Regions from separate parts of the Hordeum vulgare genome. Here region 2 is linked to region 1. Evidence: chromatin contacts called from public Hi-C data. All regions are on one chromosome and are shown on one strand. Each heading gives the region's core, a stretch centred on a gene start, on an enhancer-like site or on the middle of the called end of the contact. The rest is flanking DNA. Distances are from core to core; before and after follow the strand shown.

Evidence for each region. A called contact is a pair of places that touch in the nucleus more often than the background predicts.
Region 2: a contact with region 1 is called in a Hi-C map of leaf, with 2.5 times the contacts expected there. The contact joins the promoter of LOC123447972 here to the promoter of LOC123447914 in region 1. A contact is called at or near these places in 2 of 6 Hi-C or Micro-C datasets (leaf and seedling).

The regions. Positions count from the first base shown.
Region 1 is chr1H:484,166,511-484,170,160 of MorexV3_pseudomolecules_assembly, forward strand. It overlaps LOC123447914 (phosphatidylinositol/phosphatidylcholine transfer protein SFH8-like), which reads right to left and starts at 1,818. Exons shown (of 15, transcript XM_045124654.1): 1 at 1,628-1,818; 2 at 1,402-1,488; 3 at 233-524; 4 at 1-18. The coding sequence starts at 1,435.
Region 2 is chr1H:485,017,486-485,021,135 of MorexV3_pseudomolecules_assembly, forward strand. It overlaps LOC123447972 (protein ANTHESIS POMOTING FACTOR 1), which reads right to left and starts at 1,865. Exons shown (of 9, transcript XM_045124728.1): 1 at 1,569-1,865; 2 at 1,376-1,476. The coding sequence starts at 1,643.

The DNA.
Region 1 (3,650 bases), core at 568-3,067:
TTCCGTGCCTTCAGGAACCTACACATGATTGATATAAATATAAACATCAGACAGTAAAACAATTATCTTTTTTTTTTCGAAAATTAAAACAACTATCAATGCCTGTAATGATAGCCTCTTGAGAACACATAGGCAATTGACATTGGTACACGGTTTCCTAAGGTGGGGCTATTGGAAAAGAAATCCACATAATACGGTCAGGTGAAGACCCTGAGATCAGCAGATTCTGTACCTCAGCATCATGTGGTAATCATCATGTTGTTGTGGCAACAAGTCCTCATCAAGCAAGCACTGTCGAAATGCCTCAACGGCCTGTAGATCTTGAACATGTCTTATGTCCTCGATGGAAATCTGATTTTCATTCTTCTTTTTGCTTCTCCTCCTTAGGGAATGTCTGAATTTGTTCCCTGCGTTAATTGCCTTTTTCTTGAAGGAGGCTATTTTAGTCTTCTTTTCTCCTTCTGAGTTGTCTGCATCCGATCTGCTCTCTTTCTTTCCATCATTATGTGTAAATCCTTCAAAAGCTGTGCCCAGTAACAATATGTTAATATTCCATACTGTAGTCAAAGCAAAAGCAGATACAGTTACTCTAGTAACAAAAACCAATAGCCAAATAATGGTGTTCTGCAAGGAACTGCAGCAAGAACCCATGCCAAATACAGTTACCCGTATGCTGAAACAACACTCTGTGATTACAGGTGCTAGTATGAAGATTCAGCAAGGGTGAGTTGCAAAAAGGGACAGGGTCGTCAATTTTGTTCAGCACCATACAGAGTGCAAGCAGAAAGAACCTTGCACTGATTAGTTGGATGGTTTAAAAATTTGTTGGTTCATACAGGTGGCATCAACAACACAATATGTTAATTCTCTGCATTTTCCTGTACTCTACAATTAAGTCTTATGTAGTTATCTTTGACAATGATTACCTACTAACCTTCACGCACTAGATATAATAACACAATCTTTTATAAAGGAAGGTAAGCTGCCATTATTTTTTCACATCAGGTAAGCTGTCATTCCCATTGAAAGAGTAGGGGAGGTAATATCCTTTAGCGATGCCAAGTAAAAAACAACTGAAAACAGAACAGACTTCTGCTCGAAGATTTTTCCTTCTTTTTTACACAGAAAGTTGTTTATTTACACGTGGACTTTACTGTCAAATTAGGAACATGCTTCCGGTGGCCCCAAATCGCATAATCCTCATAGCTGATTCGAGGAGCGCGATAATCAAAATACGAGCCTATTTAATCCCAGACACTGAAAAAGAAACGAACTTTACAGAGGAAATCACGAGAGGAGCCAGAAACATTGAACCCTAGGAAATTGGTTCCTCCAAGTCCTAAAGGAAATAAGTACGTCGACCAGCAACAATAAACGGAGGAACAAACACTTTATACTCACATGGCCTGGCTAATCGGTCGAGGGGCCCTGACATCCCCTCCGGCTCCGGAATCGATCTCCCCAGCAAAGCCCCAGGCCCGAAATCCGCTGGAAAATCCGCACGGAAAAATTCAGCGAGCAGGACAGCAGCGAAGAGCGCCCGCCACGCACGCTCGAACGCCGGATTGGCGAATTGGATTAGGGGGGGGGGGAGAAGAACTTGAATCAATCGAATGACGGTTCTTACGCGCGCGTACCAGGCGGGGAATCTGGTCCCCGGCGGAGATTTTCCGCCTGTCAGTTTCGGGATTCGGGTGCGGATTTCGGGGGGCGGGAGGAGGAGGAGCTTCTCCTTCTCCCACCGTTTTAATGGGGCGGGCGGGCGGGCGACTCCGGGAGGGAGAAGAAGAAGAAGGAGGCAGAGGGCACGGAGGTTTCCGTCACGGCGCGGGTAGACCAGGCCCATGGGCCGGAAACGGTTGACCCGGGCGACGTGGACGTGTTCGGTACGTGGGCCCGGCGCACCCGGACCACCCACCACGTAGGAATCTTTTTACTAGTTGGATACGTAGATCTGAGGGCTGAGGCGCGTCTGCCGTGGCCGTTGATGCGCGCCGGTCCGAGCAGTGGACGGTGGCGATGCGGCCTCGCCCATGGACCGAGCGCAGGAGGCCGTGCCCGTGACGTGACGCGTGGAAGGCTTTGGCCGAGTCAGATTTGGTTTGGTTGGGCAACTGCTCCCTCGTCCACTCCTTTTTAATTCCGCTACAATTGTTCTACTAGTACAGATTATATAATTTATTATGGGGTGCTTTTATGCAAGTATCTATTGGTTATTGATTGATGATTGATGATGATACATTGTCTGCCTACAATTGATCAAACAAACACAGATGCATAAGGGAAACTATAAATATCTATTCCCTTTAAAAATATATATATATAAGACCTTTTAGAGATTTTACTATAGACTATATACGGATGTATATAGATATATTTCAGAATATAGATTTACTCATTTTACTTCGTATGTGGTTTATAGTAAAAAATTAAAAAGGTTTTATATTTAAGAATGAAGCGAGTGGTAGTTTTGTTTTAAGAAAAACTAAATCTAAGCGGCATCGGAGAAAAAATGGCTAGACCTTTTTCCCTTTGAAATAGAGGTAAGAAGAAGAAAATTGGTGAGTTAGAGCACCTCCAACGCAGCGACCCAATTGTCCGTCCGCATCCATTTGGGTCAGCACAGACAAAAATGAAGGCCTAACGCGCCAACCCAAACCCAAAACGTGTCTGCTTCGTGTTCGTGCGGATTCATTTTCGGCTCAAAATTGCTCCTGAAATGCGTTGATACGGACGCGAAGCGGACGCGGCGCGCGCCTTCTCATGCCCGCACGCGTCCACACATGGCGTCTGGTTAAAGCCAGCGTCGTCTTTATTAACGACGACCGTCCATCATGGACCCACGCGTCAGCGACCCACGGGTGTCCTTTTTTGATCCGTGCATACGCCCATGGGGGAGGGGGGCTCATCCTCTTTCATAAGTCGCCCCCATCCACATCTAGCCACCCGTTGCTTCCCCGTCGTCTGTAAACCAAGCCACCATTGGTTTCTTCTCCAGCAAAGACAAGGGCAAGTCCCCCGCCTTCCTTGTGTGCGCGCTCCCGTCGTCGGCGTCTTCCCATCTGCGTGCTCTCGTCGTCGGCATCTTCCCGTCTGCTTCGGCAGCGGGTCAACATACCAGTGCACCAAGTGAGGTGGCACTAGAAGCACCAATTCCCCTTACCCTACCCCGACGTCACGCTGCCGCATTACTGGCATTTGGATCCGAAGAGGATCCCAGTGCCAATGGTGCCGCGGTAGGCGCGGGCGCATGCAAAGAAGGTGAGGCGCCGATGACAGCAGCTGACACCAGAGCAACGGCGGGTGTCAGAGGAGGGCGCAGAGGCCCGGCGGATCAAGCTGATGGAGCGTGAGGCTAAAGCTGAGGAGGAGGAGCAATGCGCTGCACAACGAGCGCCAGTGCAGCCATCGATGAACGACGTCGTTGCCGCCTGGGAGACGACCTTTCCCTGGGCTGGTCCGACGCCGACGCTCGTCGACCTTACCGGCCCCGACGACGACGAGGAGAGGACGCCTAGGACAGCGCGCCTTCTTGTTTTTAGTTTATTAAATTTTCTTTTAATGTAATGTGGACTCGTAGGACTATCATGGCCTTCCAGACCGACATTAATGCTTAATTAATGATTTTTTACATTTTTAAAATATTTTTT
Region 2 (3,650 bases), core at 615-3,114, 850 kb after region 1:
ATGCTTCAACTGTCGGAAGCATCATGTATGATCAAGTTTGCATGCATCCTGACATGGCTTTTGTAACCAGGATGCTTGGCAGATTCCAATCTAATCCAGGACCGGACCACTGGAAGACCATAAAAAGTATTGTGTTACATGCAAGGCACTAAAGGTTTCATGCTTACGTATAGAAGGTCTGATAACGTGGAAGTTGATGGTTATTCAGACACTGATTTTGCCGGGTGCGTGGATAGTAAGAAATCCACATCAACTTATATATTCACTCTCACCGGAGGAGCCATATCGTAGAAAAGCTACAAGCAAATATGAAATGCCTTATCTATGATGCAGGCAGAATTCATAGCATGTTATGAGGCCATTGGGCAGGCTGTATGACTAAAGAATTTTATTCCCGGACTTAAAGTGATGGACAACACTTCTAAACCACTAACATTGTACTGCGATAATGAACCCACAGTTTTCTATATGAGTAACAACAAGTCAAGTGTTGCTGTCAATCACATTGACATACAATATCATGTTGTGAAAGATATAATCCATGATCAAACTATTAATGTTAAGCATATCAATACAACAAATATGCTTGCGGATCCGCTCACTAAAGGCTTAACACCCAATACTTTTCCTGAGCATGTAGCTGACATGGGATTATTCGGAAGCCTTCTGATCCTTATTTTTAGGGATTTTTTTTAGGGAGAAAGCCTTCTGGTCCTGGAATTATGGGACCATTAACCTTCTTTTCATTTTAAAATAGGATGCGTGCTACAAGTATTGAGGTTCAACGACATTCATTGGTTGTTGTAACACCTTCCTTTCGTATATTATACCTATGGAAAATGTGCAGAAGTTATTGAGCCTAACGATCAAGGAGGGAAATGTTGGAATTGATCACGGCCCACTGGGATGGAAGGATAACATAACGTAAAGGGGCGGAGCCCTACGTTTGTGCCCCTACAGATCTAACTCTCTGTTTAATCATAATTTGGTGATCTAATGTGTAGGCCTAAAGATCCTATCACGTAATCCTACAGAATTATGTCTAACACACAGTTAGGGGTTTGCACCACAAATAGCCAATGGCCTAATGCTGTTGTACTCCTGCTTGTGAAGCAAATCACCATGAAATTGATTAACATAATCATAGAAGCATCACTGCAAGATAGCACTAAGATCAAAGTAGCACATTACCAGCATCCCCAAACAGCAGAACCCACCACTGACACTCACATCTATAGGCCAGCAATCAAAAATGCAGTAGATCCCAGACACTTCCCATCACACATGCTGTAACCTCTCTTCTCTAGCACACCGAGGTTCAGTTAACACAGAAGAGAGCAGATGTAAACCCAAGCGGGGGACCCGGCGGACTCACGCGGCGCTGGTGGTGTTGTAGAGGCGAATGGAGTCGTCCTCGCTGGAGGTGACGAGGAGATCCTCCTTGCGGTGGAAATCGAGGCAGCTTATCTTCCCAGCCTGCCGACCGATTTCGCCGCGACAGATTAGCGTGGGCAGAAGGAACAAACAGGGAGGGAGGGGGGCTGGGGGGGTCAGGCAATGGAGCTCACGTAGTCGGTGAAGACCGCGCCGATGGCCATGCCGCGGACGATGCCGTCGTCCAGCTGCGACAGCGTGGCCGTCATCCTCCGCGCCGCCGCCGCCGCCGCCCGCCCGCCTTTCGGATCTCGTGTTCCGGGTGATAGATTTTCGGTGGAGCTGGCCTGTCGCCGGTGACGTTGGGAGTGGTGGGGATTGGCGCGGCGCCTGGGAGAGGAGACGGAGGGGAGGGAGATGAGGGCCGCGCGGCGTGGGAGCTCCAAGGAAGAAGAGAACTCTCTCTCGTCGGGGAGAAGAAGGGCCTGATGGGCCGGCCGGTCTAGCCGAGCCGAAACGAAATACGCACAACAAGTCGAACGACCTCGCTAGGGCGGCAATGAGTTTTTTTTTTCCTAACGAAAAACCCTAGGGTTTCGTTACTGTCGGAATCTTTACTTTCTCGCTTCTGTGTTGGCCGTGTGGCGATTTCTGAATCTCGGGCTGATTAAGGGGGGTCCTGGTGATCCCACCCGGCCTTGGGCGAAGGTTTCCGAGATCGGTGTGTGACGACGAGATTGGATATGCTGACGATGGCGGAGGGCGCTAGATCACACAGGAGAAAGAGCAAGGAATCGGCGAAAGAGTTGTTGCCTCGTCTCACACTACAGAAAGAGGAAGAAGACGACTTCATCTGGAAGGAGAAGCTATCAGACATGTTGGACATGGCGAAGTGGCCGGCGATTGCGCGTGTTCATACCGCAAAAACCTTCAACCCTAATGCCATGTATGGCGATATGAGGGCGGCCTGAAACTCGACAAAACCAGCAGTGTGGAGGAAGATAAAAGAAAACTTGTTCACGACTCAATTCGGGTGCCTTGGGACTGGAACAAGGTGATGTTCGATGGGCCATGGTTGTTCACGGAGCAAGCGTTGATCTTGAAGGAGTACGATGTTTCAAGAACCCGGACACAATAAAACTCAACAAGTTGGCCGTGTGGGCGCAGATACATGAACTATCGAACAAGTTCCTCATTGAGTCAGTGATACGTCTTCAACGTATCGATAATTTATGAAGTATTTATGTCAATATTCTATAACTTTTATATACTTTTAGCAACATTTTATCTTATTTTTAGGACTAACTTACTTATTCAGTGCCCTGTGCCAGTTCTTGTTTTTGTGTGTTTTTTGTTTCGTAGAAAATCCATATCAAATGGACTCCAAACGCCATAAAAAATTACAAAGTCTTTTTAAAATATATGTGAATTTTGGGAGTTGGAATCACCACAAGGCGATGCCCGGGGAAGGCACAAGCCAAGAGGGCGTGAAATGGGGGTGGGGCCGCGTCTTGATGGCTTGTGCCCACCCCTTAAGTCGGTTGAGGCTCTCCTTCCCCAAGAAAGATATTTTTGCGATAAAAATCCTTTCAAAATTTCAGCCCAATCGGAGTTACGAATCTTCGGATATTTTAGAAACGGTGAAGGGCCAGAAAACAGCAGCGAAAAGAGGAGAGAAACGGAGAGAGAGATCCAATCTCGGAGGGCTCTCTCCCCTTCGGGTGCCATGGCAGCCAAGGACCAGAGGGAGAACCTCTCCCTAGATGGAGAGAGGCCATGGAGGAGGAAGCCTAAGGGGGAAGACTCTCTCCCCCTCTCTCCCGGTGGCGCCGGAGTGCCGCCGGAGGAACCATCGCCACGGTGATCGTCTTCATCAAAATCACCGTCTCCATCACCTCCCCTCATCTATCTATGACGGTCCACTCTCCCGAACCCCAATGTAATCCCCTACTTGAACATGGTGTTTCATGCCACTTATTATTAATCAATGATGTGTTGCCATCCTATGGTGTTTGAGTAGATCGATGTTGTCCTTTGGGTTGATTGGTGATCTTGATTGATTGGAGTGTATGTTTTATTTTGGTGTTGTCCTATGGTACCCTTCGTGCAGTGCACGCGTGAGGGAATTCTCGATGTATGGGTTGCAATATGTTCATGATTCGCTTATAGTGGGTGGCTAGAGCAACAGATGCTTACACCCGAATAAGGTAGTTGTTTGCGTATGGGAGTAAAGGGGGCTTGAAGTTTAATGTTATAGTTGGGTTTAACTTAATGAT